2 separate regions of the Danio rerio genome follow, and region 1 is linked to region 2. Evidence: chromatin contacts called from public Hi-C data. All regions are on one chromosome and are shown on one strand. Each heading gives the region's core, a stretch centred on a gene start, on an enhancer-like site or on the middle of the called end of the contact. The rest is flanking DNA. Distances are from core to core; before and after follow the strand shown. Region 1 holds the start of olfcq11 (olfactory receptor C family, q11). Region 2 holds the start of olfcq6 (olfactory receptor C family, q6).

The links. Hi-C and Micro-C count contacts between places; a contact is called where the count stands out from the background.
Region 1: a Hi-C map of an unstated tissue shows a contact between it and region 2, with 2.7 times the contacts expected there. The contact joins the promoter of olfcq11 here to the promoter of olfcq6 in region 2. A contact is called at or near these places in 2 of 18 Hi-C or Micro-C datasets (hematopoietic stem cells and an unstated tissue).

What each region holds. Positions count from the first base shown.
Region 1 is chr18:36,461,250-36,465,209 of GRCz12tu, forward strand. olfcq11 (olfactory receptor C family, q11) reads left to right here and starts at 2,009. Exons shown (of 6, transcript XM_678970.7): 1 at 2,009-2,244; 2 at 2,462-2,753; 3 at 2,865-3,677; 4 at 3,813-3,960. The coding sequence starts at 2,024.
Region 2 is chr18:36,325,364-36,329,409 of GRCz12tu, forward strand. olfcq6 (olfactory receptor C family, q6) reads left to right here and starts at 1,816. Exons shown (of 8, transcript XM_068214849.1): 1 at 1,816-1,889; 2 at 3,855-3,919. The coding sequence starts at 1,816.

The DNA of each region.
Region 1 (3,960 bases), core at 759-3,258, 140 kb after region 2:
AACATGTAATTCATAACACACCAGAGCTGTAGGCCTGTGTATGCAGTGTGTAAACTTACAAGAAGGTACGAGTCAATAGTCGTACTGCGCATCTTGTTAATGAACTCCAATATCTCTGAATGAGATCATGCTACCCGATAGCGAATATTAACTTGAGAGATTTTAAAACTAAAAGGCATTTTAAAAAAAAGAACAAAACGCAAATCGTATAAGCAAGATCATATGGTTTTAAATATTTCATTAACGGTACTTATCAAAATAGTTATACATCCGCATGGTGTTTATTAAGATTGTTTGATCTGTATAGGCAGTCTGATCTTTACAGAAGCTGTAAACTGACACGCACATGGTGGTCCCCATAATGTTTAGATCTGATTAACTTTTATTTAGCCTGTAGTCTTTAGATTTTTTCATAATGTTCCATTACTTAAAATTTCTTTCATTTTTTTAAATTTATAGTGTATATATAAAATGAGTGCTAGCTTGTTTAGCTGTGATTATTATGCAAGGATCATATTTTATATTCGGTTTATTCTTCAGTAGCCTATGTATTTGTTAATAATGTATTATATAAATGTATTGTTTATAAGGACTAAGCTATTAATATATAATACATTAGGCTTATTATACATTAAGGCATTGAAGTCAGTTAGGACAACAAGTCACATCCATGTAGTGAATTACTGTTGAGTGGAATCAATGCGTGGTATCGGCCTTTCATGTCCAATATGAGTATGAGTATTTTATTATCGACCCGATACTGGTATCGGTGCATCCCTATTTCCAAGGTGGCAATATATATAAAAAATATTATAGAAAGAAAAATGTCAGCAAAGCAAAAAGAGAGGGGATGGAATGGCAAAGAGCCTTAGGCCAGGAGCCAAACTTTAGTTGCCATAAGTACCAAAGTGCTATGTGTCGAAGCACTAACTAGAAGGCTATCAACACAGACTTGATGTGGATATTAAAATGTTGATGTCTTTTCAATAGTAATTTCTTAAAATGTGTTTGGAGTCTAACTGCAGCTTGTGGCCTTTTTATCAGATTTGATAAAACTGAGATTTAAAGTATTTTAGCATCAGACACAAACGCATTTATGGATAATTAGCTTGATTATATGTTCTGTGGTTACTGTGCTTAATGTTCTTCTCACAAAACTAATGGAATATGCTGTTTGTGTAATAACCTCAAGAGAATTAGACCGTTTTTGTGATGAACTGCAGGTGCTTTACAATACAAAGTCAAAGACACAACTGCCATCTAGATGTCAAATGAAAGATGATTTGGAATTTACTCAGAATTCTCATGTATACTGTATTGACAAAACATTGACAAAATGTGATCCACATATTTGAAATCATTCAGGTTTGTATTACAATAATCTCAAATGCAAAAGAATACAGAGTATTTTCTTAACAGAAAATTTAAAAAACACTTAACTGTAACCTGAGTTCATTTCAAAAACTAGAAGTTTTTTTGTTGCTTAATTTCTTTTTCAAACAGCCATTTACACAAATTCTGTATTTAAATGTAGTTTCAACATCCAGAAAAGGTAAAATATTAACAATATTTTGCAAGACTTTATTATAAGCTACAAATATATGTAAACTGAAAAAACTAAATACTGTCTACAATATTGTGTTTAAGACTTGTGTATGTACGAATTGATTTATTTAACTTGTAAATCACATTTTGAGAATATAAACTTGGGGTGGTATTTGTTTATGGAATTAATACCTTTGAGACTATACGTTTATGATCTTTCTGTCATCAAAACTCTTATCTCTTATTCCCAGAAACTATAAAACAAAGTAATATTTTTTTAGTGATAATTTTAAAACATAATAATACAATTGCATATAGTAATACATCTGTTTTTTTTTATTGTATTATGCTATGTTAAAACGACAGAATGACAAACACAATATCTTTATTTTTAGAGTGGTACCGCCTTTCAAGAAGAAAAAAAAAGGCTTTATATATATGTGATCTCAATGACGAAGGACATAAACAGATAAGAGGGATGTGGGTGATTCTGCACATTTATTTTTTTATATCTTGTAATTATATGTCTGTGGCTTTGATGGCCAGTTCAGGAACCTGTCAACTACAAGGACACTTTACATTGAACGGGATGTACCAGAATGGAGACTTTTTAATTGGTGGTTTATTTGAGATTCAATACCTCAAAGCATTCCCGGGGCTAAGCTTCAGAACAGAGCCAAAACTACCCCACTGTGAAAAGTCAGTCTAAACCACAATGACTGAAAAAAATGTGTAGGAAGTGTGTGTGTGTGTGTGTGTGTATTATTTATTTTTTTTTTCTTGTTTCCATAATTTATTATTATTTTATCATTTTAAACTCAATTAATGTGAAACGCAGTTCAATTGTTTTCTTTATTGTTACATATATTGTTAGTAATGTTGAAGTTAATAATCAAACATTGTTTGTCTTCTCCAGCTTCTATATGACAAGCTTCCAGCAGGCAATAACAATGGTTTTTGCCATCAATGAGATTAATAACAATCCCAACCTGCTGCCTAACATCACACTTGGTTACCAGATGTATGACAACTGTTTAAGGCTTGGAGTGGCATTTCGGGCAGCTACAGCTCTTATAAGTGGGACAGAGGAGACCCTCTCTGACCTCAACTGCAAAGGCCCACCACCAGTTATTGGAGTCATAGGTGATCCAGGATCTACACATTCTATTGCAATTTCTAGTGTTTTGGGGCTTTTTCGAATGCCTATGGTAAGATATTTATACAAGCACGCACAGACACACACACACACACACACAGTTATATAATGAACGTGCGTTATGCTCATCTCTCTGTCTCTCTCCTCGATTTTTCCTAATTAGATTAGCTATTATGCCACCTGTTCCTGTTTGAGTAACAGGAAAAAGTACCCCTCTTTCTTCAGAACAATACCCAGTGATGCTTTCCAGGTGCGGGCTATGATTCAAATTTTGAGGCATTTTGAATGGACCTGGGTTGGTCTCCTCTACAGTGATGATGATTATGGCATAAATGCTGCTCTGTCTTTCCACCATGATGTGCAGCAATTTGGAGGTTGCGTGGCTTTCTCTGAGATTCTCCCCAATGATAACAACCAGATGGCAGTACAACACATAGTCAGAGTCATTCAGAACTCTACAGCAAAAGTAGTGGTTGTGTTTTCCACTTCAAGCTATTTGTTGCCTGTGATTGATGAGATGCTGTTGAAAAATATTACAGGCAGGCAATGGATTGCTAGTGAGGCTTGGTCCACCTCACCTGTGCTTCTTAATCCCCGACTTAGGTATGTTTTAGGGGGTACACTGGGAATTGCCATCCGACGGGGAGAGATTGAAGGACTTGACAACTTTCTGTTACGCCTTCGTCCCGACAATTTTTCACAAAACAGTATGATGAGGATATTCTGGGAGAACATGTTTGAATGCAATTTCGACACTATTGGAGGACTGAGAACCAAATTGTGCTCAGGGCAAGAGGATTTGAGAAGCAAATTTACACCATACACTGATGTTTCTGAGCTGAGAGCTTCTTATAATGTCTATAAGGCAGTTTATGCTCTAGCACACGCACTACATGACCTAATGCATTGTGAGGAGGGGAGAGGACCATTCAGTGAGAACAGATGTGTTGACATATCAAATCTAAAACCTTGGCAGGTAAAACTTAAATGTAAAAGTGCATTTATATTCTATTCATTTAGAAGAGAATAATGTGCAAAAAAAAAAAAACTGTAATCTTACTCAAAATGTCTGGTAAAAAGATAACAATCATCTTGTCTACAAATTGTGCAGCTGGTTCACTACCTTCAAAGAGTGAAATTTACCACAGGCTTTGGGGATCATGTGTCCTTTGACAAAAATGGAGATGCTCTGGCCATCTATGATGTGCTGAACTGGCAGCTGAGCTCTGAGGAGTCAGTAACTGTCAGAAGAATTGGTG
Region 2 (4,046 bases), core at 566-3,065:
TACATTTAACTAAGATAAACCCAAATATTCATATTTAAATAATCACATATTATAAATTATTAATATTTATACATTTGCTAATTTCGTTATTAATTTTAGCTGCCTTTTTTCTATATTCATGACCATTTAAGAAAATTTTTTAGCATAGCAATTGCTTTTTATGTTGTGTGAATCATTTTATTAAAATCTGGTTTACTTTGATTCATAATGCTCTTGGTACCAAGATGAATTTCAAGAGTTTTTCCCCAAGGCATTACTTTAAAAAACAATAGAACTTAGCAAGGTCAATGGGAAATCTGCCTTTGTAACCTTAAAGGACAAGTTGGACCCTCACAAGGTCACTGTGCTCATAGGTGTTTATTTTCTGTACATCACCGTTTTAATATGTATCATGCCCTCCCCTTTCAGCAGCAGCCCATCACTGGGAAGCATCCATACACACCGAATCATACACTACTGAAAATTTTGATTACCCAGTTTTAATTTAACTATAACAATACGAGCCCTGTACCACAGTTCTTATCAATTCCTAAGAGGCTGGAATTTTCCATAATTTGATATATTTTGGCTTTTTTCTTCATCAATGTAAACTGTTTTGATAATCTACATTGTAAAGATGACTTGACTGGACTTCCCTAGCCATCCCCATATACCACAAAAATGCAATAATGATGAGGCTTCATCAAAGAAAAGTGACCCTCCAATGTAAGAATATGGTGGAAAAACATTTGAGTTATGCTTGCATTAATGTTTGTTATGCACTTGTTTGTTGATGCAGGCTATACACATGACTCCCATGAGTCATGGAATTTCTGGATTGTTATGGAATTGTCATGAAATGTTAAACAAATTTGTTTGTAATTTAAAATGATATTTCCCATTTTTAAAAATGTAACTTTCATTATAGTTTTTATACCGTGTTGTTTCAAGTTTTGCCTATTTAGTTATTTTTTAGTGCCGTTTTATTCCATACTCATTTGCTCTATGTGAATATCACCATAAACGTTACCCAAGCAACCTCAAGGTAGAATCACCACCCAGAGTGACAGGCAGCTGCAAAGTATTTGGTGAACAAAAGAATATATATATATATATATATATATATATATATATATATATATATATATATATATATATATATATATATATTGGAAAAACAGCCTATGCCAGTTCTTAAATAGGATTCAGTCAGTGTTTTTGTTTGTAATCTAAATTTGTAATTTAAGTGAAAAATATTTAGGACTGACCAATTAATTTTATTATTTCTATTTAGTTTATTCTTTGGTTGGTTGGGAAAATTAACCAAAATGAGCATCAGTAGTTTGTAATATTATATACTGAAGAAATATTTAATATAAGCAATTTTTAATACAATAAAACTACATTCTTTGAATGGTTGTAGTATTAAAATAATAATTAACTAACATGAAATTTTAAATATACTGGGAGCTCATTAATGTCTATGTAAGTCTAAGTTGTAAAAAACCTGTATTCTTTTCATTCCCTCTCCTGCAGCCCTACATTTGCAGTGATATTTAGCGCCCTGTCATCTAACAGCGGGAGGCAGTGACTGAGGGATTGACAGTTATATAAGAACCAATCTAAGATTGCACACAGCAGTTTTAGAGATATGAATGAATTCTTATTTTGTAACACTTAAAGCCTTCCTATAGACATAAATGTTAAACATAGTAAAAAAAAAAAATGAAAGGCAACAATTATTATCACATAGAGATAGGCCTATAATAATCCTATTTGTGTCATGATTACAAGCAATCTAACCAGCAGAGTTCGCTGGTAAACTTTCTTTTAAACATGAACTTTGGTGCAGGGCTCCGAACCGGTTCAAGGAATGGAAATGAAAAATGGAAACGAATGACATTTTGCAGGTACAGAAACGAAAAACTAAAAACTTTATTCGTTCTGAACAGAAACTTTTACATTAATTCATTAATTCATTCATTCATTTTCTTGTCGGCTTAGTCCCTTTATTAATCTGGGGTCGCCACAGCGGAATGAACCGCCAACTCATCCAGCAAGTTTTTACGCAGCGGATGCCCTTCCAGCCGCAACCCATCTCTGGGAAACATCCACACACACATTCACACACACACACTACGGACAATTTAGCCAACCCAATTTAACTGTACTGCATGTCTTTGGACTGTGAGGGAAACCGGAGCACCCGGAGAAAATCCACGCGAATGCAGGGAGAACATGCAAACTCCACACAGAGACGCCAACTGAGCCGAGGCTCGAACCAGCGACCTTCTTACGGTGAGGTGACAGCACTACCTACTGCAACACTGCTTCGCCCAGAAACGTTTACAGTTAACCGGTTAATAACGTTTTTTTTTAATCGTTCTCTTTATTATATCAATTTGGGAAACAAAAAGCATTAATTTAAAGCATGTGTACAAATGCAACGGTAACGCGTACAACGTGAAATGACTGAAAAGCAGACGTCATAAGTGAGAGTCGTTTTTGATGCGACAAGCTTGTCTTAAAGGTTACTGAGAACCTGGGGTCTGTTCTTCGTAGCTCTCTTAAATGATCTAAGATGATTTGGCAGATCCTGGATCTTTTAATCTTGATAACTGATCTCTCGCTAATTTGGTTCTTCAAACAAGTTCGTGAATCGGATTAAAATGTCTAGATAAACTTATCAGAGATCGCTGCGTGTGTTGTGAAGGACTGATCTATCGATCCTCGTAATCATGATCAGCAATGCAACGATTGGCTGATGGCACAGCAGCGTAATGACATCATCTGATTAATATTCAATTATCCATGTGAGCAAAATTACATAAAATTCATTGGAAACGGTTTGTTAAATATGACAAGCAATAACTTTTATGCCCTTTTATGTTTCAAGAGCAGTTTATTTATATTTACAGTTAGTGCGGATTTTCCTTATTATAGTAGTATTATAGTAGCCGTTTTTTTAATCTGTGTAAAGAATAACTGGATGTTTACAAAAGCTTTTTGATATTGGTAAAGGTGTCTGCAACATTTATGAAGCATCAAATCACCGTTATATCTATCAAAAAATTGTTTATGACTGCATAAAAGTATTATCGCTTTTAAAAAGTCACATATTGTGCATGTTTATTATCATACACAAATTATACTAAATGATCTAAAAAGTCCATATCAATAAGTTTTCTCTTTGCACCACCAGGTGGCAGTCTTTGTACTTTCATTTCGGGGCTGCAGATTGCATAAGTTTTATTACAGTTTTTTACAATGGCTATGACAGTTTTTTCAATGCATTTAACAAGTTTGCTAAACTCTTAATGCAGCAACACACCTAAAACACAATTGGCAAAACAGTTTCATGCTCAAAATCACACATTGTAAACTAAACCTCTAAACTACTTTTCAAAATACAATAATAAACAAACACAATACACCGTGTCTAACAAAACACTGCAAACACGTTTCAAAATGAAATTATTGTTCAAAACACTAACACATGTTCTCTTCCAACAGAAACAGTCAGACAATCATAACAAATTGAAAATAAAAACACTATCTTCAGCTAAAATTACAGAAACTGCATTAGTTTGTGTCAGCTCTGACTGTATATTTGAAGCCTCTGTACATTTTTGTTTTGTTGGGTTTGGTAAATGCAGGCATTTTCTTTCTTTTACTGCAAAAATTTAATACAAAAATGAAGAAAAACAATGCTTTATAATATTTACAGTTTATGTTAAAAAAATACAGACACAGAATTGCTACAGAACAGACTTTATTTGCAAAACGACATCATTGCAAGACATACAAGAAGAAAAAGCACCGCGATTACAAAAAAAAAAAAAAAAAAAAACCTAAGTAATCTCTTATTCTGCCAGGTCTTCTGCATTTTGCCACATGTTCTCATCCACATTATACTTGATATCTTCTATGGCCCGGCACGGTAACTGTGGCACTTTGGCCTATTATGTTTCTCCCACGGCGACATCCTCAGCTCTGTCAACATAGATAATTCCATGTGGTGCTTGACTGGCCTCCAACTTCATGACTCTCTAAAAGTAATTAGACAC